Linked DNA regions of Sus scrofa: region 2 is linked to region 1. The links are chromatin contacts, called in public HiChIP or PLAC-seq maps. All regions are on one chromosome and are shown on one strand. Each heading gives the region's core, a stretch centred on a gene start, on an enhancer-like site or on the middle of the called end of the contact. The rest is flanking DNA. Distances are from core to core; before and after follow the strand shown.

Region 1 (6,834 bases), core at 3,048-5,547:
CACTGCCCGGGCCACCTCCTGTCCATCCGGCTGCCAGGGTCAGCGGGCCCGGCCACTGCCCCATCTCGAAACCTCTAGGCCCACCTGGTCAGGCCCAAGAGCCCTTCCTGGCCTGCGCCCCCAAGCCCTGCTAACGTCTTCCCCAAGGGCCAGCTCCTTTCTCTTACCCTTTTCCCGAAGAGCTGGGGACTCCGTGTCACCACCACCCCGACCCAGGCCAAGGCGCTCCTGGGTCCCCAGCACTGGACTCCGCTCTTCTGCCACCACCTCCGCCACGTCGTCATCCTGCTCCGCCTGCTCCGCCGGCCCTGCCCGCGCCCCCTCGGCCTCCAGCTCCTCGGCCAGGTCCTCGGCCTCCTCCTCCATCGCCGCCTCCATCTCCTGCCCCTTCGCTTCCTCCTCTTCTCCGTCCTGCTCGGGATCACATTCCGACCCAGCCTCCGTCCTCTCCAGCTGGGCGGCAGGGGAGTCTGGAGTCGTGGGAAGGGCCGCCATGGTCTCCGGAAGAAAGCCTCAGCCTGGCCTGAAACACAGGCGGGCGACGGTGACCAGCTGCCTCGGGCAAGCGCTTGGAGGAAGCTAGGGACTGATCACGGGTTTTAGCCTCGAGGACAGGGACGCATCAAGCCCGGGTGACATGTCCAAGGGTGGCCCAGCCTGAGTTTAGCTGAAAGGGGTGCAGGGAGCCTGCGAGGAATGCCCCACCTGATGAACGGGCAGAGGAGATGCTCACCCAGCTCTCAACGTGCATGAACTTGGTGGCAGGGAGCGTGGGAGGCGAGGTCTGAGCATGAGAGGCCAGGCACGCCGGCGCAGCGCAGCAGGCAGTGGACAGCGAGGGCCCCCTGCCCGGGCGGCCCGCTCTGCCCGGCCAGCAGGTCGGGCTCCTTCCTGCGGGAGGCAGAGGAGAAGAGACCCTGAGCAGGCATAACCCCTGCGCCCCGCTCACCCCTCGCTCCATCCAGGGCATCTAGAAAAAGCTTCACAGATCGTGACAACCTGGTTCATCGCTGGACCAGCAAAGGTGAGATGAGAAGCCCTGTGACATGTCCTCGAGTCTGGGGATCAGGGGATCCTGACTGTTGAACCACCGAAGGCCCAGGGGCGCCCATCATCCTACTCTCACATCGATGACACATCCGCTCAGCCCGGGCACCCAGGGGAGACAGAGCCACAGTGCCTCACAGCGCAGAGCCCAGGGCTATGGATCCAAGAGGGACAGGAGGCTGCGGCCCGGGGGCCACTCCTCCCTCCCAGCTGTACATCCTTCACCAGCCTCAGTGGAGCCCCAAGGACCAGAGCCATGGGTTTGGACAAGCCAGTTTCTGTGGCTCCTTTTTGGTGCAAACATCAGCACAGATCCAACAGCAGCACGGCCCCAGCAGCCTCTCAGACCTGAATGGGGTCACTTCCAACGCGAGCCAAGCCCACTGCTAATACGGCGACCCCGGAATCCTGGGAAGAGAGCAGGAACCTGGAAGATCCTGAGAGGAAGGCCACACACGACAAGGTCCACCCCAGCTCACACACGACAGCCTCCGGCACAGGGCCCCTAGAACAGGACGGGGCCCCCACAGAAAGATGCCCAAAGTAAGAAGAACAGTTCAGACCGCAGGGCGCCTACGAGAACCCCACAACTCATCCCTTTCTGTTAGGCAGGCAGTGTACGTTTTCTGAACTACTGTGAGCTGCTGCTTTAAAATCCACACTTTAACAGTGAGGGAACTGGGAGCATTCATGCAGCTCCTCCCAGAGACCCGGGCCTAAGTCCAGGGGCAGGGGAGCATTGGCGCCCAGAAGCCACCTCTGTCCCCATTCTAGATTCAAGTTCACTGAACCAAAGACACAGGTCACAGAACGACATCTAGCAGGGCCACCCAGTGTCCGGCCTCCCCCGGAGCCTACTTCCCTGGTCTCCAGAGCCATTTGGGCATGCGAACGTGCCTGAGCTGTATAAACATGCGTGCCATGTGTCACCTTAGTCACCTGCAGGAGGACGTAACCCTGCCCAGCAGTCGGGGCATCGAAAGTGCTCAGCAGAGGTGTCCCAATTGCCGCCCACCTCAGGCCCAGAGGGAGGCTTTTCTCACTCAGGCCTCGGGCTGCCAATTCAGGCTGAGCCCAGATGCCAGGCAAAGCCCAGATGCCAGGTCAAGCCCAGCAGAGCCGCCTCCTGCCTGCCTCCTCCCAGAGCAGGCTCCACAGGCCAGGCCACCGCACCCGAGGACCCACGGCTTTGCCGCTCTGTGCTCTTTCTGCCTCAGAACCTTTGCACACGCCATTCCCGCCCCCCAGCACCCTTCCCTGCTTCTTCACTGACCCTTTGTGGGCAGCCCCCGGCTCCTATGACACACACAGTTCCCTGGACTCTGCCCTCTCAGCGCCCACATTTTAACATACTAAGGCTTGTTGTGTGTCTCCCCAAGTACACAGGCAACTCCAGGAAGTCACAGGTTCCCTTTGCTCATCTTTGAATCCCCCTGTGCCCGACACAGAGCGAGCACTCAAATATTTATTGAAGAAATTAACCTATAGTCTGTGGTCAATGTGATAAACATGAGATTTTCAAAACTCAGTATTTTGGCCCCACTGTCATGTCCCGGAAGAAACTTACTGCTGCTGAGAAGCCTTCAGACTGAAACTCACTGGACAGTCTCTGCCTCTAAAAAGGCTGCAACCTGAGGTCCCTTCTCCCAAGAGGTGCACCTGCTGGTGACTGGCGGAGGGAAAGACCCAGCAGCCATGGAGGTGGCCGTCATTCCGCAGATGGGACGGAGGCTGGCACAGCCAGACACCCTGACCCGGCATCCAGAACAGAATGGTTCTGAAGAAAAGGCTTCGGTAACATGGGTGCTGGGTTCCTTCTGCCTCCCCAGGCCAGGTGTGAGGTGGGCAGGCCCCCCAAACCCGCACACTCTCTTTTCGTCTCTTTCTAGCCTGCCAGCCCACCAGCAACGCGCTTGCTGGCATCGGCTCAGGAGGCCACAGAGTCAGGTAAGCAACCCCCAGCAACATAACTCTGCAGAACAACTCAGATCCCAAAGGGGTGGGGCTGCACCCTAAGATATGGTGCTGCAGACACTTAGAACAGGGTGTGTGGGGGGGGGGGGGACAAGACATGCCTTCCCTGGGGAGAAGGAAGGACCACAGGGGCAGAATGGCACACTGAATACTTTCAGAAACTCTTCGCTAAAGTCTGGTATCCAGGTAACCTTCACAGAGACGTAGGAAAAACGTGTGGGTGGCACAGGTATCTAGGCCCCTTCCTCCCCTCTGGGGCCTCGCTGACCACACCCAGTGCCCAAGGCCTTCCACAGTTTCATCTCCTCCAAGGAACCCTCCTTCCCTGACTACCCGGATCTCACCGTTTGCCCACGGATCGGGGCTCCCCTACTTTCATGGGTTTGCTACCCCTGCAGGTGTATCCACAGGGCGATCCTGGCTGCTCCAGGGCAGCCCCTCACCATGCTGGCCAGCTCCCCAGACCTGCCAACACCTGTTGAATCAAACCAAGTTCCAAGGTCTCCCCACACAGCACAGCTAAGAGGCCTGATCCGGCACACCTCCGCTTCCCCGTGCCCACTGGGGCCTCCCCCAAAGGCCAGCCCCTCTCCCACCTCTGCAACCACATGGGGCAGCCCGGACCCCATCCAACCAGAGGAATAAGTTCCTCAACCCGCCTACCGGCGGCAGGAGACTCCACGGAGCAGCCCACCGGGACCTCCATTTGCAGAGGGAGGACCCAGACAAGGCCCCCAAGGTCACTAAGCAAGCTCGTGAGGGTGCCAAGCCAAGCCACCTCCATCCCTCCAGCGGCATCGGCCTCCCTCAGAGGCCAGGGCCTTGACAGCCCCTCCTGGATGGGTGTGTCCACGGGGGCGGCCGCCAGCCCAACCCCCGCCCCTCCGGCCTAAACGGAGGCGCGGGCACCTCCCCAGAGTCGCGGGTGTGTGTCCTCCCCCGCCCGCCTCCTCCGTGCTGCCCGCCTAGCCCGGCCCTCGGGGTGGGAGCCCGCCCCCATCACGCAGGCAGGGGAGGGGGTGCAGGGGCCGCGCCGGGCGTGGGCGCGGCCGCCTAAGGCCCGGCCAGCCCGCCGCTCCGGCCCCGCCGGCCCCGGCCCCGGCCCCGCCCGCCCCGCGGCTCGCCGCGGCCTCCCGCGCCGGCGTCGAGGGGCGGCGCGCCCCCGGCCCCACGCCCGCGCCGGGCCCGCCCGCACCTGCCGCCCGCGCCGCCGCCCGCCGGCCCCGCCGCTCACTCACCGCGCCACCCCCTCGCCGCGCGCGCCGGCCGCCGAGCCGCCGCCGGACACCCGGGCCCGGCCGGGGCCTGCGCACCCCGCGCTACACAAAGTGACGGCCCCGAAGCTGCGCGGCGGCGGCGCGTGGGCACCGGAAGTGCCGCCGCTGGGCTCCGCCCCGCCAGTGCCCACGGGGGGGCACTTCCGGTCACGCGGGGTCCAGCGCGGTCCCCGAGGGGGTGTGCGTGCGGGGAATGGCCGCGTTTGATGTGCGACCGCGCCCCCGGCCCTGAGTTCCTGCGTTTGTGCGCACTTCTTCCCCAGCCCTGGGGGCCCTGGCGCCGCCCCAAGACCCGAACCCACCTCTGGGGACCCCGGCCCCGCCCAGCCCCGCGAGGTCCCGAGGCTGGAGCGCGCTGGCCCCCCCAAACCCGGCCGGCTTCTTCATTCACCCATGATTGAGGGAGCACTAGTAGGTTTCAGACCCGCTGGGCCCGCCCAGGCCTCAGAACCCTCCCCAGGTCCCACGATGGTGGAGGGAGGCCGTGACCCCCATGCAGGGCCTCGTGGAAGTGTCCCGCTGGCTCACATGGCCTAGAGCTGGACAGGGGCTCACCCTGCAGATGAAGGGCCAGTGAGGCTGGAGCAGGTGGGCCGGACGCCCACAGCTCCCGCAGGGCCAACCCTGGGTGAACGTGGAGGGGGCATTCCCGGAACGGATGAGGACTGAGGAGGCGGTGGGCCGGGGTAGCTGGATGAATGCCATAGAGCCTCGGATCTGGAGGCTTTTCTTGGAGGGACAAGTGATCCATGGGGAAGGCCAGCCTCTGGGAAGGGGAGGGTTGTCCCCGCAGAGGGAGGCAGAAGGGATGGAGGCCACCTGAGGAGCTGTGAGGTGAGGTCAGTGGACTTGGTGGATACTCTCCCCAAAGCCTGTCTGCATCCACAGCTGGGGTCTGATGGTGAGCTACTATCCCGTAGGCACCATTATTTTATATTTTCGCTAGTGTCCCCCAGCCTCAAGACAGGGCAGCAACCTCAGTCGGCTCAGGGAGGGTTCTCACCTGTCTGAAATAACAGTGTCTCTCATTCAGAACCTCAGCCCCTGGCTGGTGAGCTTCCAGGCCCACTGAGAACTCAAACCTGCCCAGAGAGGGGTACAGCCCTGGCCCCAAGCCTTGCCTTCCCCAACTCAAAACACCTGCCGCATGCCCTCCAGCTCAATCTAACCCCTCACAATGGCCCCTGATGTTTTTTAATGTTTTAAAATTAATAATTAACACTACAAAATGAAGGGTTTCTTGGAGTTCCTGTTGTGGCTCAGAGGAAATGAACATGACTGGTGTCCATGAAGATGCAGGTTTGATCCTTCGCCTCCCTCAGTGCATTAAGGATCTGGCACTGCCCTGAGCTGCTGTGTAGGTCACAGACGTGGCTCAGATCTCATGTGGCTGTGGCTGTGGCTGTGGTGTGGGCCCACAACTGTACTCCAATTCCACCCCTAGCCTGGGGTCTTCCATATGCCACGAATACAGCTCTAAAAAAAAAAAAAATTACAATCCCACCTGGCACCAACGGGGACCCTTTGATAACAACTGTAAATGAAAACAAGATATCATGCTTCAGTGTCGTGGATGATTGGAAATGGAGAAGGGACTTGCCAACTTGCCACCACTTTTGACATGATGGGCTGGGATCTGCCTGAGACGCAGTCCTGCCAATTGCCTGCCTCTGCAAGGGGCTGCTGATGGGCCAGAAGAAACACAAGGACCGTCAGAGGAAGGCACCCAGTCCCTCTCAAGACCTCTGCGAATACAAGGCCACCTGGAGAAAAAGGGAAGGTGAGTGGGTCTGTACCAGGGCTGGTCCACCCTCCATCCAGCTGCTTCTGAGACAGAAGGAGAGAGGTGGTGGTGGGTGGTGGGTCCCAGGGACAGGACCTGCCCCAGCCTGTGCAGCCCGAGAGAGCAGGAAGCAGCAAGAACAACAACAACAAAAAGCAATGAGACCCGAACTTGACATCGCCTCTTGGCCCCACCAGCACAAACCTGTTAGCAGCTGCTTCCCTCCAGGGCACAGAAAGGAGCTGATGGAGGTGGGCTGGGCAGGGCGCAAGCAGCAGGGGGAGGGGCTGGCCTCCCCCTGGGCTGGTCTGGGAGGACACGGCAGTGAGGGGTACAGGGCCCCCTGCCCAGAGCAGGGCAAGTCCTGAAGTCCCAGTGTGAGGACCTCAGGTGCGAAGCTGAGGGGAGCAGCCGTGAGGTCTCATGCGTTCAAGAGGCAGGTGGCATTTCAGCCAAGCCCAAAAGGTAGCCAGAGACTGGGATGCAGTGGGGCAGGGGAGACCTGGCCTGAGCAGGAGCCTGCAGGTGGGGAGCTTGGGCAAGTCTAGGGGCCAGGACCATCCTGTGGCTGGAGCCTCTCATCTCAGTGGGAGCCCAGTGGCAGCAGTCAGTGAGCCGAGGCATCGGGCAGTAGCGGGTCATCATCTATCAGGATGGACCATGGCGGGGTGGGACGAGCAGGGGTCCACATGGGTGGGTGGCAGGGTAACTCAGGTAGAAAGTGACACGGCTTCAAAGTCTTTTTTTTTTTTT
Region 2 (6,994 bases), core at 2,296-4,795, 57 kb after region 1:
GGGGCATCAGGCCAGGCTGTTCATTCAGGCACCAGACCGGAGCCCCCCACCACCTTTCTCAGGAGGAAGCTGCAGCTCCAGATCCCAGTGGGGCAAACCCTGACCCAAACCACAAGTTCCTTTCCCGCTGTTCACATCTGCTTTCACTTTGCCAAAATGCCAGCACAACAGCATCCCAAGAAAGAAAGGGAAGAGGTTCCCACTGTGGCTCAGCAGAAACAAATCTGACTAGCACCCACGAGGTTCGATCCCCGGCCTCGCTCAGTGGGTTAAGGATCCAGAGCTGTCATGAGCTGTGGTGTAGGCCGGAGGCTACGGCTCCGATTCAACCCCTCGCCTGGGATCTTCCACATGCCTTGGGTACGGCGGCCCCCAAAAATAAATAAATTAATTAAATTAAAAATGTTTAAAGTTTGGAGTTCCCGTCGTGGCTCAGTGGTTAACAAATCCGACTAGGAACCATGAGGTTGCGGGTTCGATCCCTGCCCTTGCTCAGTGGGTTAAGGAGCCAGCGTTGCCATGAGCTGTGGTGTAGGTTGCAGAAGCGGCTCGGATTCCGCGTTGCTGTGGCTCTGGCATAGGCCTGTGGCTACAGCTCCGATTCCACCCCTAGCCTGGGAACCTCCATATGCCGCAGGAGCGGCCCTAGAAAAGGCAAAAAGACAAAAAAAAAGAAAAAAAAAAGTTTAAAGTTTAAAAAAGAAAGGGAAAATTATATGATGAATTACAAGATGCTAAACTTGACTTCAGGAGGTTGTTAAAGAACAGAGGTAACCTTTTTCTCCCCCTTGATCATTTTGAATTACTATTGGTTGGAAAAATTAGATTTAGACATCAAAGAGGGAACGCTCAATTGTCGAAACCATTATCTCGACACAGTCAAGAAGGAATTCTTGGGAGGTTCCACTGTGGTGTGTTAAGGACCTGGTGCTGCAGCTGCAGCTTGGATTCAATCCCTGGCCTGGCAAACTCCATATGCTTTGGATTCAGACGGAAAAAAAAAAAAAAAAGCTTTTTTTTTTAAACATTCCTTTTTTAATATTCTTTTCCATCACGGTCTCTCCCAGGAGACTGGATATACCCCCTGTGCTACACAGGGGGACCTTACTGTTGATCCATTCTAAATGTCTAGTTTGTATCCACTAACTCCCAACTCCCCGGCCATCCCACCCTCCTGCCTCCCACCCCTTGGCAACCACAAGTTCCCTTCTCTATGTGTGCAAGTCTGTTTCCGTTTCGTCAATTGGTTTATCTGGGCCATGTTTCAGACTCTACATGTAAGGGGTATCACAGGGAGAAAAATAATCTTGAGGTTAAATACAGCCCACAAGATCAATTCGGATGCCTCAGAAATCAGAATGGGGACAATCAAGCCACAGATTTTACTGATATTTACCTGTCCACTACAAAAAACAATATATATATACATATATAGGTACATGTATATATATGTGTGTGTGTGTGTGTATGTCTATATATGTTTTTATTTCTTTTGCCTACGCCCGCACATAGTATCTGGGCCAGGGATCAAACCTGCGCTATAGCAGGTCGTTCATCTGCTGAGCCACGAGGGATCTCTCGAATAACATTTACATAAACTGAAAAAACCCAAATGATTTCAAGTCCTTGGGAATGAAGCAGGTCTGAGAAACTGAATTAGTAAATTCTGTTAGCTTAGCTGAGGATGATATTAATCAACATTTTCGGTTAATAATTACTGTAAGTGGATTATCCATTTTTCAAAGATTTTCAGTAATGAAAAAGCAAAACATCTTCCAAAAAAACTATCTAATACAAAATCTACTATAAAAGTCCATTTTTCCTTTGATATTTAAAAACACTCTAGAAGCTCTTTTTTTTTTTTTAATCAAAGTATAGTTGATGCAAAAGGTGCCAGTAGAAGGCTCTCATGCCCTCATCCATTAGAAGAGCCATCAGCTTTGTTAATAGCACCCTGAAACAATTCACACGCTTAGTCATCTAACCATAAAAAACAAGCAAACGAGTTCCCGTCATGGCTCAGCAGTAACGAACCCAACAGGACTCCTGAGGACGTGGGTTCAATCCCTGGCCTGCTCAGTGGACTGGGGGTCCAGGGTTGCCATGAGCTGTGGTGTACGTTGCAGACGCAGCTCCAATCCCCAGTTGCTGTGGCTGTGGTGTAGGCCGGCAGCAGTAGCCTGGGAACCTAGCCTGAGAACTTGACCCCTAGCCTGGGAACTTCTATATGCCACAGCTGCAGCCCTATAAGCTAAAAGCAAAACAAACAAACAAGCAATGTCACAATCTGACATATAATGATCCTTAAAAAAAAAAATCCTTTTTTTGAGGCTGCGTGCACAGCTGTTTCCGAAATCCTACCTTATTGTTTTCAACTAAGAAAAATAATTTGTCACTTGTTCTGAAGATGGAGCCTTTTAAAATTCACCTACCATTAAGAAACTACTGTTTTCCCAAGTATGGTGCTCACCTGTGAATATAGGTCTGGGTATCAGCAAACAGGGCAGTGAATCAAGGAGCTAACATGTGGAAATGGCCCCTCTAGAAATCCAATGAAGTTAAAAATCCTGATAGTAAACCCCTCCTCAGAGACCCTCAAGAGAAGAGACTCTATTTCTAGAGAAGTACCTGGAGCCAAGAGGCTGCACACTCCAACACTGGGATTCGACACACAGCCACTGCCATGGAGACCAGTTTTCCCAACAAGCTCATCCTGTTGTCATCGGCTTTGTTCCCTTGGGGGCTGAAAAGGGATGAGAAGATAATCTGCCGGACAGAATCCTTGGTTTGCTCCTGGAAATAATTGCACATGATTTCAAGAAGTTGGAGCTCCTGAAGCGAATTCAATCTCTGCAAAACAAATCCAGGAGAAGCGATGACACATTTAGCCAATCTGTTCACACAGTAAAAACACAAAATACGCTACTTTCCCCCGGGAATTGTTCACCTCTTTGAATCCCGGGTCCCCGGAGTGGAACTCTACTGTTAATCTCAGAGAATGTCACTCTATGTCATTACGCATCATCCTGGGGTGTTTTTTAGATGACCTACTGCGGCTTAAGATTCTCCGTAACAGGTCTTTAAAGTCTCTTCCTTTCAACACCAAAGAGCCATGGCTGTCACACGCCCCGCAAAACGGAGCAAGGCCAAGCGCGAGAACGGAGCCCCTGAGAGCAAGGGAGTGTGTGGTCTGGCCGATGCATGTCACCGGGAGGGGGAAAGGGAGCCGGGGTTGCTGATCCGGCCGCCCGCCGCACCTTGGGCTGCGCGCCGCGCTCCTTGGGCACCTGGAACACGAACTCCTCGAGCAGCTCCACGGGGCCCTTGTCCACGATGGGCAGCGGCGCGCTCTGCAGCTGGCTGCTAAAGTAGATGTCCAGGTGGTACAGCACCTCCTTGGCGGCGCTGAGCGCGTCGCGGCGCAGCAGCGAGTGACGGATGTCGCTCATGGTGCGGCCGCGGCGGCCCGGGGCGCCGGGAGCGCGTCGGGACTTCCGCCCCGGGCCCCGCGGTCGCGCCCGCCGCTGCGGAGACAAAGAGGTCGCGACCCGGACTCCGCCCGCCGACCCCGTGCCTGGGCCGCGGCGCCCGCCCGCCCGCCGCCACCCGCTCGGGCTTGCTCAGGGGGCCATCGCCGGCGCCGGCGGCCAGCGGGCGCCCCGGCGGTGCGACTGCGGCGCGACCGAGAGCACTGGGAACCCGCCGCCGCTGAGCCGAACGGCGGCGGAAGACCGAGCGCGGCGACGGCGGCCCGCAGGGGCCAAGCGAAGGCGGCGGCGAGGGCCCGCCCTCGGCAGGGCGCCACCTGGCGGCGCGGCCCGCGGGCGCGGAAGGGGCCGCCCTGCGCCTGGGTTCCGCGCCGCCCCGCCGAGCTGGGGTGCCACACCCACCAGTGAGGGCCCCGGGGTCTTATCGATCCCGACTCCCGCAAGAGCCGCCCGAAGCTCCCCTGGCTTCCTCTGCCTGGGGTTCAAAGCATGTGACTGCAGCGAGCTTTTCCAAGGACAGGGATGGGCAGCAGGGCCCTGGCTCAGGCCTCAGCCACTCGTCTTAAAGGTGAAGATTGCATCTCCTCTGAACTCACAGGGCTGCAGTGACAGATAAGGCAGCCTATCACAGAGTCGCTATTCCCCAGTCCCCTCCAGAGGCCCGGCCTAGCCTGGGAGAGCCATGGGAATCAGGTGTCCTGCTCCTGAAGACTAAGACCGGAAAACCTAAAAACCCTCGGCACTTTGTATGAATCTCTTCCTGCCTTCATCCTCTGCAATCAATTCACTGGATGCTTAGCATGGGATTTTAAAAACAGGGCGGAAATTACGTGAATGTGGCCGCAAGAGGCCAGTGGAGGGCGAGCAAGAAGCCACAGGAATATGCCTTCTGTGAAAGCCCATTGTGGCCTGAGGGTGGGCCTACGTGAGGATGCTGGATGTGGTTAAGATAAAAAGAGTCTAGGGGTGGGGGGGAGCCGAGGCCTTTCCCTGGGAAAGACGGAAAGGACATCAAAGAGGGTGCAGCCAAGAGCACCTCCAAGGCACTGAGGGCCTCCGGCCTGTCAGGGGACACAGCCCTAAGGCTCCTCCTGTCCAGGAGCCCAGCAGACCAGGGTCAGCTGGAACCTCTGAGAAGCCAGTGTTGATCCCCTTGGCACCAGGACTTCAGGGATGCTCCTATCCATCTGGCTGAGTGAGCAGAGGGTAAGCAAGGGGCATTTCTGCCACAGGATTTATCAGCCTGGCACCTGGCAGGGATGGAGCCCTCAGTGGACACTAGTTTTCTCCTCCCCTCCTTAGCCACTGAAAGCCGATTCCTAAGTATAGCAGAAACGAGAAAAAAAAAAACCCAAAAACCAATGCTTAGAAAGTCAGCATACATATGTATAAATAATGTAGACTATATTTAAAAGGCAGTAACACTCTCCCACCCACCCCCCTTTTTTTTCCACTTTTCAGGGCCGCACCTGTGGCATATGGAAGTTCGCAGGCTAGGGGTCCAATCGGAGCTGTAGCCACCGGCCTACACCACAGTCACAGCAACGCCAGGTCTGAGCCGTGTCTTCAACCTACACCACAGCTCACGGCAACGCCGGATCCTTAACCCACTGAGCGAGGCCAGGGACCGAACCCACCAGCTCAGGGATGTTAGTTGGGTTCGTTAACCACTGAGCCACGAAGGGAACGCCACTCTTCCCATTCTTATTTCTTCTTTCTTTCATAATGTGCAGCAGCAGGTAGAAAGATCTCCTGAAGGTTGCTCCAAAGCCCACGGCAGTACGCGTTCCGGTAAACCCGGGGCTCTGCTGATGGGGTCTGGGCCGCGTGGGGGCAATGCTGGCACCAGGCCCGGTCGCCTCGGTACCACTCGTTAGTGGTCTGGTTGGTGGCAGCCAGGTAGAGAGCAAAGCACAGGTAGCCCCCCAGGAGGAAGCTCAGCACCAGGACAAAGCCCAAAAGGAAGACGATCCTCGGGAAGGTCAGGAACAGGTACTGGGGACGAAGAGGAAGCAGCATGTTAGGCAGCGAGGCTGTGACACGCGGCAGGGCCAGCACCCACCCGCCACGGTCTGATCCACACATCTGCTCCCCAGCTCCACCTCCGTACACATCCGACCCAGCGACCGCAAGTCAGAACCATCAACGGCCCAGCAAGAAATCCTACTACGTACAGGAGTCTCACGTGGGATAAGTGCAGTATGTACGGAGAAGGAAATGGGAAAGGCAGCATACTCAGGAGACGGTGCTCTGCCAGTTAGCTGTTTACAGAGTAAACCGAGAAATAAACGTTGATCTTAGGTCAAGCGTTAACATGAATTCCAGGTGGACAGAAGAGATCATTTTCTCTGAAAACCATCTGACCACAGAAATATGGGGACAGGGGTATTCACTGTAGCACTGATTTTGTGTGTGTGTGTGCTTTGTCTCTTTAGGGCCACACCCACGGCATTTGGAGGTTCCCAGGCTAGGGGTCCAATCAGAGCTGTAGCTGCCAGCCTACACCACGGCCACAGCAACACAGGAGCCGAGCCCAATCTGCGACCTACACCACAGCTCAGGGCAACTCTGGATCCTTAACCCATTGAGTGAGGCCAGGGATCGAACCCACAACCTCATGGATACTAGTTGGGTTCGTTAACCACAATGGGAACTCCCACTGTAGCACTGATTTTTTTTTTTTTTTTTTTTTGCCTTTTCGAGGGCCGCTTCCCGCGGCATATGGAGGTTCCTAGGCTAGGGGTCGAATCAGAGCTGTAGCCACCGGCCTACGCCAGAGCCACAGCAACATGGGATCAGAGCCGCATCTGCAACCTACACCACAGCTCAAAGCAACGCCGGATCCTTAAACCACTGAGCAAGGCCAGGGATCGAACCCGCAACCTCATGGTTCCTAGGCAGATTCGTTAACCACTGCGCCACGACGGGAACTCCTGTAGCACTGATTTTAATACTCCCTCTTTCTGAAAGAAACAAGTTTAATACCCGTCTATGGAGTGGCACCATCACGGTGCAGTGGAAATGAATCTGACTAGGAAACATGAAGTTGCAGGTTCGATCCCTGGCCTCGCTCAGTGGGTGAAGGATTCGGTGTTGCTGTGAGCTATGGTGTAGGTCACAGAGGCGGCTCAGATCCTTCATTGTTGTGGCTGTGGTGCTGGCCAGCAGCTGTAGCTCCGATTGGACCCCTAGCCTGGTAACCTCCATATGCTGCAGGTGCGGCCCTAAAAAGCAAAAAAAAAAAAAAAAAAAAAAAAAAAAATCCATCCACGAGGAAGAGAAAGACGCTGGACAGTCATATGATGGAACAATAAGGAGACATTACAATGAGCTCAATGTCTATGTACTAATGTGGGAAAGATGTTGGTGATATATTGCCCAATGAGAAAGACAAGATGCAAAAAATCACCATGGAATCCTATTTATATAAAAACAAAAGAAATTCAATGAAGGCGTATGGTATATATACACAGAAGGGAAAAAGCATGAAATACACACACCAAACT

Evidence for each region. HiChIP or PLAC-seq counts read pairs in DNA pulled down with a chosen protein or histone mark.
Region 2: an H3K27ac HiChIP or PLAC-seq map of alveolar macrophages shows a contact between it and region 1. The contact joins the promoter of C3H7orf26 here to the promoter of ZNF316 in region 1. A contact is called at or near these places in 1 of 47 Hi-C or Micro-C datasets (embryonic fibroblasts) and 1 of 2 datasets of contacts at active chromatin or transcription factors (alveolar macrophages).

Annotation. Positions count from the first base shown.
Region 1 is chr3:4,565,296-4,572,129 of Sscrofa11.1, forward strand. ZNF316 (zinc finger protein 316) reads right to left here and starts at 4,298. Exons shown (of 8, transcript XM_021086071.1): 1 at 4,260-4,298; 2 at 3,366-3,496; 3 at 734-891; 4 at 168-523. The coding sequence starts at 495.
Region 2 is chr3:4,623,428-4,630,421 of Sscrofa11.1, forward strand. It overlaps C3H7orf26, which reads right to left and starts at 3,546. Exons shown (of 6, transcript XM_021086073.1): 1 at 3,258-3,546; 2 at 2,629-2,850. The coding sequence starts at 3,449. It overlaps ZDHHC4 (a long non-coding RNA gene), which reads right to left. Exons shown (of 8, transcript XR_002342216.1): 8 at 4,868-5,483.